Linked DNA regions of Mus musculus: regions 1 and 3 are each linked to region 2. The links are chromatin contacts, called in public promoter capture Hi-C maps. All regions are on one chromosome and are shown on one strand. The core of a region is the stretch at or near the end of the contact, and the rest is flanking DNA. Distances in the headings are between cores, read along the strand shown. Region 1 holds the start of Gzf1 (GDNF-inducible zinc finger protein 1). Region 2 holds the start of Ndufaf5 (NADH:ubiquinone oxidoreductase complex assembly factor 5). Region 3 holds the start of Cfap61 (cilia and flagella associated protein 61).

Region 1 (3,901 bases), core at 1,165-3,664, 8.5 Mb before region 2:
AATTATGTGAGTTACATTGGTTCTTAAGAATATAAACAGTAACTAACATACTCAAATCTTCTCATTGAAAGATTCAAATCACTACTGGATGTGGCAGCATGTATCTATAACCAACACTGCCAGGTAGGATCCCAGCATTTAGAAGGTAAAGACAGGAAGACAGGAGTTCAAAACCAATCTTGGCCAACTTTGAGGCCAGCCGGAACTATATGAGACCCTATCTCAAAACAACAACAACCATTACTCAAAGATAGGGTGGAAGAGTTGGCTCAGCAGCTAAGAAAAGTACATGCTGTTCTTGCAGAAAACCCAAGGTTAATCCCAGCACCCACACTGGGTGACTCACAACTGCTCTACCTCCAGTTTTAGGGGATCTGACTTCTCAGACACCTGCATTCACTTGCACATACCCTAACAAAGAAATGTGCATAGTATTAAAAACAAAATGGATCTTAAAAAAAAAAACACATATAGAACACAGAGTCCAATTACACTTCACTTCTTATCAGTTTCTAAAGTCCCAGAAAGGCTTTCATGAGAAATATTCTCATGAAAACAATACTGGCAAGCCTTCCCCCAGTGCTGAGCACAAATGATAAGTTCACCTTTAGTGAAACTCATTAAGGCAGTAATTTGCTTATCAAGGTTATTTTCTAATCTACTCAAAGACATATTCCAAAGTATAGGAAAATTTACATCTAGTTGGGTTTTTTTGAGCAAGAAATTGTTATTTGATAATCACTTTTACCACTGAAAACAGCACTTCCTAGAAAAATAGCTTAAAACCCATCCTTATTTGCAATGTCCTTAAACACCAGGTAAACTGAGCTGCTCTCCTGAAATAATTCAAGTTCCAGAGCGTTTACAAACTGTGTAACCTTGAGCAAGTGGGAAGCTTCTCTGGACGTTCACTTCTTCCTCTTGAAGACCCAGCCATTCTGAGCCTTTATGGAACACAACATAGCAAACACTTCCAACTTGTCTGACCTTTGCTGGTTCATGGTGGGCTTCCTACACACCTGTAAAGGACATCTCATCTTACGGGTGACAGGCCAGTATGATTAGCTGGCTGATGGGCATCTTGAACCGGAGCCTCATGCCCGTCTTGGTTCAACTATAGTTTGTCAACAACCCCCTCAACTCCAGCTTCACCAAATGAAAGGTTATTCCCCTGCAGTTAACATATCCCCCAAGATTCCTGTCCTGGATTCCAAAATGCTAGCCCAACTTCCTGTCTTCTGCTTTGTGCACTCTTCTCAGAGTCCTCTGTCTCTGAATCTAACTTCCTTTTCCAGGCTTACATGGGTCTCCAAGTCTCCACCCTCCAGAGCATTCCTAGATCTCCTTCACCTGACGCTAGACATCACCTTGGATTCCATATGTCTACCTGGATCTGCCATTGCCTCTCCATTTCATTCAAGAGACCACTACCCAAAATCTCCAGTCTCAAACACAGAAAAGACTCCTAGAGAGTGCAATTGTAAATTTGGCACCTGTGGAATGTCATGTTGACTAAAGGGGACTCTACAGGGAACACTACCTACCTACAGAGGAAGCTTAAATAAAGGAAATACTGGTATGAGAGAGACAAGAGGCAAGTACTCAAGGGCCAATGCTCTTCAGAATCCCCGGCCCCAGCCTGAAGACTAAAGCTGAAGACCCCTCTTGGCCCGATGCCCATACGGCCAGCCTGATTTCCTAACACCTCGCCCTGGTCCCTCAAGGGAAATCGAAGTTCTTCCAGGAGATCTGGCAGCGACTTCACCATCAGCCAAGAAGGCCCTGAGCAGATTTCCCTGTTTACCTCCCCTGGGGGCAGACACCGGTCATAGCGAGCGGCTATTTGAGGTCTAGTGACAGCTGTGTTCCATTGTAACTCATTGGCATTCGGCCGTCTCAGGGTGGGCCTAGCCTCCTCACCAAGGTCGCCTAGTAGTCCCGGGGTCGGGACTCCCAGGCCAGGCCTCCAGGAGACGCTGTTCTCCGCAGCCTGCCCACCCTAGAGGGATCCTGGCTCTCAGGCAGGGAATAAAGGTCGGTGTCGGTGGCCTCTCTGACTGCACCACCTCTGACCCCACCTTGGCTACCCCGAGTCCCGGACCACCGATGATCTTCCAAAGCCGCAGGGAGAATGAACTCTGGCGGCAAGGTCCAGCCCTTCCTCCGGCCTCCAGAGTCCAGCCTGCGTGGTCATTTCGGCCTGTCCCGCCGCACCCCCGTACTCCCCGTCCTGTGCCTACATCCCCCACAGCCCGCCGCTCCAAGGGACAGAAGACAGAGGACAGCCTAGAAGACGAACCAGTCGGCAGCACGCTCACCTCTTAGCCAGTGCCTCCACGGACCCGTACCCTGGCCCAGGCCAGCAGGGACAGCGGACCGCAGGGTCCGCGGATTGGTCGCCACGAGCGCGCCCCGCCCCCTAGTGGGCTCCGCCCCCCGTAGGCTAGGAAGGCGCTGCGCGCGCACCTCCAGCTGCAAAGGCGGTTCCGGCCGTTGGTTACGTGATCTTACGTGAGTTTGAGCAGGGCCCCTAGCTAGCAGATCCCGGATTTACCACCAGCGTCTATCCAAGGCCGCGCCTGCGCAGAACACCGCAGTGGTTGGGGGCAGAGCTATTTGACAAAGTTGGGACAAGCTCCAGCTGCGCAGCTAGGCATTGGTCAGCAGGTTGCTGGAAGCAGGATTTTTCTAGCCTTCCGGGGTGCCTCGGTGGGTCAAGTCTTGGCGTAGGGCACGGCCGGGGTGGGATGGGAAGGCTGGCGCAGCTTTGTATTTCTTGAATCATTCCGCTTTAAATCCCACTCATGATCTTAATTAAAACCTGGTCATTAGAAAATCCTGCCTGACACTTCCAGTTCCCGGTAAATGTTGATCATGCTTCCACCTACTGCTAAAGCTTTACGAAGTCGCCTCCCTACTGCCACCAGCCAGCTAGACCTCTTCTTGCTGAGAATAGAATGTCTCTGGTCACTTCTTTCGTTGAACATTTAGTTTAGCGAAACAGTGCTTTTTCCTCCCTTTAAAATATATCTAATCCTCTAGAAAACTAACTGGCCTCTGTCTTAATACAGACCGTGTCTTTCTCTAGGGTGGAAGCCGGCTATTTCAAGTAGAAATGCCCACGAGATTGATAGCTCCTTCAACTTCCCAAATGCCTTGTTCTTTTAACTAGCTCCTGCTGCAAAGAGGCGATCTAGCCACTGAATTAAGCCAATTACCTGAAATAAAAGTTCTTACAAGGTGAAGTTAGTTTAAACTATGACTTCAATAGATATTGATGATTATATCTTGGAATACACGTGTGTGTGTGTGTGTGTGTGTGTGTGTGTGTGTGATAAGCCATAAACTGTTTTGCTACACAGAAGAATGAAATCTCGATTTACAACCCAGTTTGGAATATAAGTAAAACCATTTTGTGTGATTTGAAATAATGTAATGTTTTCAAGATGTGTTATGGAGCCAACCACATGGCAGCTCCTATGAGCCAAGCAGGCTTCGATATGCTGATGAACCAACCCTGAGCTGGGAGTCCCTTAATCTTTATAATAGCATGGTATTATAGGGAGTGTTTGTGTGAATAAACTGAGCATATTCAAAAGGGAAATCTATGTGTACGAAAAATGAGACAGAAGTATTTAAACTCTAGCTCAACAGGCTGAGACTGCTTTATTGGACCAGCAAGGGGCCCCGACATTTCTGTGGGATGAAAGTTGAGTGCATTTAGTTGGACTGGTGGAAAGGTATATATTGTCGTTCCTAAGCAGGGGGGTGGGGTGGGGGTGGGGGGCAATTAGGAGTTGCCCTGACAACCGCACCTCCTCTTCTGTCTCCCACTACTGGCTTCTGGGAGATGTCACCTCAGCCAAAGCCGCCTGAGGCATGGATAGTTTTCCCATCCAGA
Region 2 (3,480 bases), core at 216-2,715:
GGGAGAAGGAGAGACTGCATCTCACTGAAATAGCATCTCCTACCTGGCTATGTCATAAACACGGTCTGCAATCCGACTTCCAACCTGGAAAATTTCAAGAGTCAATGGGTTAAATACACCAAGCAGGCTTAACAGAAAAGTAACTTTTTTTCCTAAGATTCAACATATGTTTCAAAACAGAAGTGTTTCCTTCTATCCCATTTGCTATTGTCCCACAGCAACTTCCTTTACAAATACTTTATTTTTTTATTATGGAAATAATAAAATACCCTGAAAACAAACGGAAGCAAATTACTTTAGAAGCAAATTTAATGAAATCAAAATTAACGATCTCCTTGGTGTGGCAGTTTATGTCTATAGTCCTTCGATTCAGGAGTAAGCAGGATTACCACAAGTCTGAGGCCAGTCTGGAATACACGGTGACTATGAGTTCCAAACCAGGATATATTAAAAAGACCCTTGTCTCGGAAACTCAAACCCAACATCAACATCGGGAGGCTGAGGCAGGTGGATTTCTATGAATTCGAGGTCAGGCTGGTATATATTACATAATAAATTAAGACAGCCAATGCTTGCAAATTAGTAAACACCAAGTCTGGAAAAGTATAGACGACCATCTCCTAAACACAACATAAAAGAAATCGTATGGTAAGTACCACCCTTCCCCGGACTGGCGTCATCCGGGATGCAGTCAACTATCCACACCTTGTACTCAGTCTCTTACAAGCTTTTCTTGAACAGAATGGAAGGACTTATTGAAGGCCTCTACACGTCCTTTTGGCCTTAGGAGTTTTGCACTTTTCCTTTTCCTAGGAGACTCGTCCCATCTCTCATCTCGGCTCAACTAATCTCTCACTTTTCGCCATAACAGCCATTCTTGACCACCGCAGTCACCAATACCGCTATCTCACTTTTTCTTCACCTTCCTTTTGCTGCAATTACATTCCCTGTCTATGTGTCTCCTACTCACTCCTAAATGATCTTGCTTTTCCCTGGAACTCAAGCAGTGTTTGCAAAGCGAATGAATGATTGCCCCGCATGCTATCGGAGCCTCTCGTGCTTCCCGGAAAATCAGAAAGGCTCTAGAGAGTGAAGCTTCTCAAGGTCACACAGTCGGGTGGGTGGGTCCGCCCTACCCGGCTCCACGCCTCCCTCCGTCGCAGCCCCACAGTCTCACCTCCTCCTTCAGGTAGTCAAATTTCATGGGGTCGGGCTGCCGGGCGGCCCAATTCTTCTGCTTCCTCTTCAATTCCCTGTCGAAGATGTTTAGGGCTCTGGGCGAGGTGCTGCCCGAAGGAGGGACACCAGAAGCGACCTCCCTGCGACTGCCGCTCGATGCAGAGACCGCTGGCCGGCCAAGCAGTGGGCAGAGGCGCAAAAGAACGACCTTTCGCAGCATCTTCAGCCCGGGCGCCACAGCAGGGCATGGTTTCTATTAGGCGCATGCGCCAACGGGACTACGACTAGCGCAGTTCCAAGGCGGAAGGTTGAAGTAGTTTGGCCCAGCTCGCGTGCCGTTAAGACGGAGCGTCTCGCGGAGGATTGTGGGAGTGCGCTCCATGTGAACTCAGACTGGGATCTGAGAAGAGTGGTGGGAAACTGTGCGGTCGCCCGTCGGGCTCTCCTTGGGATTTGTGAGTAGCCCCTATAGTCCGGTCCCTTTCTGGCCTCATTGTTCTCTTCAGAGCTGCTTCTCGAGAGAGACAGAGAACGCAGCCGAGTAACTTGCCCCGAAAGTTTGTGAGGTGGGAAGATGGTTCGGGACGAGCTGACCTGGAGCTCCCAGGCCAGAGGGTGGGTGGACTTGAGGGAGACCGGGAAGCGTTTCAAGTGCTGTCCAGTTGCTTTCGCTCCTCTGAACATCCCATGTTCGCCGTGGGCTTCCATTTCCAACATTCACACGCACTGCAGTTGGTTGAGGTGGTAGCTGTGTCGTACAGCTGTTCCAGGTGTTGTAGTATCTCTCTCTCTCTCTCTCTCTCTATTAGAATGTAAAGGGTTCTGAAGTAAAGCAACACTGTAATTCCAGTATTGAGGCCGAGAGACAGAAGTGATTGCAGTTCAAGGCTAGGCTAGCCTGTTGTGATGGCGTACAGTCTGTCGCAGGAGTGAGGGGCGTAAATACTGTCTTGTTTGGTCAGTCAGCTTTTATTCATACAGAAACTTCTGACTTTTTTGCAAAGTTGAAATCTGGAGAAATCCAACCACCAGGGACGCTTTACAAAGGAACATTAGGCATACAAACTTCTGTGAGCGTTTTTGTGTGTTTATAGCCTATCTAGGCCTTAGTCACTTTGAGAATAAAATGTTATAAAAAAGCGACATTTGGGACTGGATAGATTGCTCAGTGGTTAAGTGCACTGGCTGCTGGTCTTCAGTGGACCTAGGTTAAATTTCCAGCATCCACTTGATGGCTGACTATTGTCCAGTCAGTAAAACCAGTTCCAGGGGCTCAGAAGACCTCTTCAGGCGTCCATGGGCAGGAGGCACAGAAGTGATATGCAGACACACATGAATACTTAACACCCATACACATGGAAAAATTTATTAAGAAGAACGTGACAATTGTTAACTGTAGTTTGAGACTAATTTGGGTCTTGATAGAAACTAGGATTTATAGAAATAACACTAAGGTAAATCTGATTTGATTTTTTTTTAAATGCCCCTCATTAGTTAAGAGACAGCTTTGTAAAACCAAAAGCTTATGCAATTATGAAGTAAACATTAACAAAGAGAATGAAACAAGACTATGAAAACCCAATTAGACCAGCTGAGATTTCAGAATCTTTTGTTTTTGTCTTCCTGTGTCTGTTGCATCTGTAGATGATTACATCAGCCCACATACCCATGCACGTGTGTGCTCATATGTTTGGAAGGGTGCTTGTATATGGAGCCAGAGGTGATGGCTAGTGTCTTCCTCAATTGCTCTCCACTTTTTTTTTTTTTTTTAAGCAGAACCTCTCATTGGAACCTGAAGCTCCTCAAGTAAGCTAAGTTGGATGATTAGGGAGTGAGTCCTCTTGTCTCTGGGATTACAGGCATTCAGGGTTTGTTTGTTTGTTTGTTTGTTTGTTTTATGTGTGTGTGTTCTGGAGTATCAAATCCATGTTGTATTTGTATTACAAGCGCTTCGCTGATTCAGCCTTCTCCCCAGCATCTGTCTTTGGTTTCTTGAAACAATCTCACTAGGTAACCCAGACTGACCACCAATTCCCTATGAAACTATCTAAGATCTGGCCTCATAATAAGCATGATTCTGCCTTCAGAATCTTGGTTTTACGTGTGTGGCTCTATGCACCAAGAATAATCTTTTAATTGATGGCAAGTACAAGCTAGAACTATAAAAATTCTGAGGGCAGTCAGCTACTAAACATTGCCCTCCTCAAAACCCTAGGTTTATAAAACCTTGGTTTACAAGTTTATTTCAAGTGATCTGTAAGGGAAGGATTATATTTTGCTATGCCTTTATTTTTTATGTTT
Region 3 (3,482 bases), core at 16-2,515, 5.8 Mb before region 2:
AAAAACAAAAAGACACACAGTTGGGTGAATAGGGAGTGGGGTAGATCTGGGGAAAGCTGGAGGAATGGCTATGATTAAGACGCAAAACTTTCAAAGAAGGAATTAAAAAACAAACAAACAAAATGCTTGATAAAAAGGAGTATTGATGGACAAAGGCTCGAGGGGGAGGATGAACAGGAGGTACCCTGAGGATGTTGACAGTTCCAGGCCAGCCTGGTCTACAGAGTGAGTTCCCGGACAACCAGGGAATCAGGACTACACCGAGAAACCCTGTCTCCAAAACAAAACAAAAAATCTTGCCGTTGTCCTAAATCTCAAGACTGTTACAAAAGTAAACTCTAACAGTTTCTTGTAACTGACACGGGGTGGGGATGGATCGTAGAAAGTCCTTTGAGGGTGGGGAAAGAGTAGGAAAAGCTCACCTTCCCAATTTTGCTGTCAATTCCAAAATTTTTATTTTAAAAAATTATCTTAACTATATGCTAAATCACTGTTTTTAATGTACTTCAGATATTATACGTACTAACATCTAGCGAGTATTTTACAGAGACAGATTTTTTTCTTTAATCTTAAGGAAATAGATACTTTTATCCTTTTATAGCTAAGGATATTAAGGATAAGAGAATTGAGATAATACAAATTTACATGCCGGGCGTGGTGGCGCACGCCTTTAATCCCAGCACTTGGGAGGCAGAGGCAGGCGGATTTCTGAGTTCGAGGCCAGCCTGGTCTACAGAGTGAGTTCCAGGACAGCCAGGGCTATACAGAGAAACCCTGTCTCGGAAAATAAAAAAAAAAAAAAAAAAAAAAAAATTTACAGACTAAAAATTTGATCAGTTTCTGTAGGTGCTTTGCTACTGACTAATTTCCACCTTTCTCTAACATCTTGTTTCAAAAATACCTCTTCTGATTTTTTTTTTAAAAAAATCCACATTTCAAGATTATTAACTTGGTCCAATCGCGGGGAAGCCTAAGGCGAGGGGGCGGGAACTCGAAAGACTACAAATCCCAGAATGCACCGCTGCCCAGGCTGCTTGCAGGGTTTCCTCGGTGCTTTTCCCTTCTCCCCGGAGTTTCTACACCTGAAATGGATTTCTACGCCCCTCAAAGGTGCCACGGCCTACAGCTGCACGCATCCCGGAGATAGACCTGGATGAGCCCTCGCCGCCAGAGCCCTATATCCCTGCGGCGCAGCCCGCCCTACCCACCTCACCCGCAGCTCCAGCAAGCCGCAAGTCTCCACAGAGGACGCGCACACAGTTGCTAAGGAAACGACGCGGCGTTTCCCCTGACTGGTGAGGCGGTCAAAGGTCGTCTTCGCAAGTTCCGGTTCCGGTTCCGGTATCTAGTTTGTTGTGGCTGACTCTGTTGTGCCGGCCGGTTCGAAGTGCTTTTCTCAAGTCCGGTTGTCGGCCAGGATCGCTCGAGTTCCACGGCTGCAGTCATGGCAGCCTCCACGGCGGCCGGGAAACAGCGCATTCCTAAAGTGGCCAAGGTAGGCGACCGGGAGGAGCCCCCGAACAGCATCTGCGGTGTCGGGCACCAGAGATTCGAGACAGCGATCTCTGTGCCGCGGTCCAAGAAGACAGGTGGTCGGTGAGGTGGCGCAGGGTCTTGTCACTCCGAGCTCGTCTCGCGTCTGCCCAGCCTTCCTTCCAGGGTTGCAAAGCATCGGTTCGGTTCGGTAAACTGTTTGCTTTGCTAGTCTCTGGGGATCCCCTACTTTTACTCCGGGCAAGAGTGCTCCACTAAAACTGGAGAGAGAGCGAAATGGCAACCCAGATAGATGTATCCAAGTAGTGTAGATATGCCATGGGCAAGAGCCAGAAGGGTGCCTGTAAACTTGAGGGTAAACTTTGTGAAGGAAGTTAACACTTAGGCTGCATCAAAGTTAGGCAGTGAAGAGAATGGCAGAGGATAGGCTCTGGGCAATGGCATAAAATTTAGGTTAGATAGTAAATTGTTATATTTCCAACTGTGGTTGATACTTCATCAATACTTAATAAGTGTCAAATCTTGCACTTAGCCATCACATACAGTCATTCTCTGGAAGTCTGATTTGGCCATTTTGTCTTGAGACAAGTTCTTATTTCCACATGTAATTATTGTAAAAGTCTGATGTGGTAGCTTCCCCCCTACCCCCGCTCCCAAACCCCTATCCTGAGTCATAAAAGCCAGGGAATGCATGCTGACTAAGTTTTTGACAGCTTGACACAAGATAAAGTTATCTAGGAGGAGGCATCTGGACTAAGAAAATTCGTCCCTAAGCTTGCTTGCTGGCAAGTGTGTGAGGCATTTTCTTGATTACCAATTGATGTGGACGCCCCCCCCCCCCCCGCCTACTTGGGCAGTGCCACACCTGGGCAGGGGCTCTGGTGTAGTCTGTGAGAGCAGACTGAGCACAGCTGGTATGCCTCCAGCTTCCTGCCGTGTCTTCCATTCATGAAGACTGTGGTCCAGTTGTGTAAGCCAATCAGTCAGCTCTTTCCTCTGCAGGTTGCTTTTGTTGGTGATGTTCGATCACAGCAGTAAAAAGGCCAATTAGAACTTAGGGTCCATCTGCACTTGAACACATTTGACTTTTAAGCTCCTGTGTTGGAACTATAGCTTCAGGTGCTCTAAAAGCTTACAGGCTAATGATGGAGACTTAGTAAAAACAAGTTTCAGTTGGCCTAAAATGTCATGGAAAACCAGCTTGTCCACTAGAAGGATTAAAATATGTAGAGGAGTTCTCTAAGCAGGTTATAAAGAGGAAGGAGTGTGATTTTTTTTTCCCCCTGCCCCTCATGGAGAATTGAAGATGTTATTCAAAGATGGCATCTTGGGCACATTCTTAGGAGGGCTTTTTCTTTCGAGACAGGGTTTCTCTGTGTAGCCCTGGCTGTCCTGGAACTCACTCTGTAGACCAGCCTGGCCTTGAACTCAGAAATCCACCTGGTTCTGCCTCCCAAGTGCTGGGATTAAAGGTGTGTGCCACCACCCTGCCATTCTTAGGAAGTTTATGTCCTGGAAAATATACAAGGGTTTTAAAATCTCGTGTGGAGAGCACTACCCAAAATAGGAATGTCTCTTTGTCTTAAAAGGTGAAGAACAAGGCGCCGGCCGAAGTGCAGATAACGGCCGAGCAGCTCCTCCGAGAAGCTAAAGAGAGAGAACTCGAGCTCCTCCCACCTCCACCTCAGCAGAAGATCACAGATGAGGAAGAATTAAACGATTACAAACTCCGGAAAAGGAAGGTGAGTCCGTCAGAATGCACTGTGCAACCTGTCCCAGTTGCTGCCCACAGTGGGAACGAGCTCCCAGAGAGCCTATGTGATGGGACCTCAGGCGAATATTGGGAATTATTTAATCCACGAATATTATGGAAGTTATATGGGAAGTTCTATAAATTACTGAGCACTTGAAGGTAATCTTGAAAGGTGTTTTAACATTCTTGTTCTTAAAAGGAATGAGAGTAGAATATATTAAAGTACTCGTTAATT

Evidence for each region. Promoter capture Hi-C pulls out the DNA fragments that hold promoters and counts their contacts.
Region 1: a contact with region 2 is called in a promoter capture Hi-C map of pre-B cells, with 2.7 times the contacts expected there. The contact joins the promoter of Gzf1 here to the promoter of Ndufaf5 in region 2.
Region 3: a promoter capture Hi-C map of pre-B cells shows a contact between it and region 2, with 3 times the contacts expected there. The contact joins the promoter of Cfap61 here to the promoter of Ndufaf5 in region 2.

Annotation. Positions count from the first base shown.
Region 1 is chr2:148,679,633-148,683,533 of GRCm38.p6, reverse strand. Gzf1 (GDNF-inducible zinc finger protein 1) reads right to left here and starts at 2,414. Exons shown (of 6, transcript NM_028986.3): 1 at 2,319-2,414. It overlaps Gm46771 (a long non-coding RNA gene), which reads left to right and starts at 2,590. Exons shown (of 2, transcript XR_001783505.2): 1 at 2,590-2,709; 2 at 3,089-3,256.
Region 2 is chr2:140,168,631-140,172,110 of GRCm38.p6, reverse strand. It overlaps Ndufaf5 (NADH:ubiquinone oxidoreductase complex assembly factor 5), which reads right to left and starts at 1,465. Exons shown (of 11, transcript NM_027093.4): 1 at 1,178-1,465; 2 at 44-84. The coding sequence starts at 1,399. Esf1 (ESF1 nucleolar pre-rRNA processing protein homolog) reads left to right here and starts at 1,553. Exons shown (of 14, transcript NM_001081090.1): 1 at 1,553-1,634.
Region 3 is chr2:145,932,567-145,936,048 of GRCm38.p6, reverse strand. Cfap61 (cilia and flagella associated protein 61) reads right to left here and starts at 1,265. Exons shown (of 27, transcript NM_001369121.1): 1 at 1,209-1,265. Crnkl1 (crooked neck pre-mRNA splicing factor 1) reads left to right here and starts at 1,349. Exons shown (of 14, transcript NM_025820.3): 1 at 1,349-1,495; 2 at 3,084-3,236. The coding sequence starts at 1,445.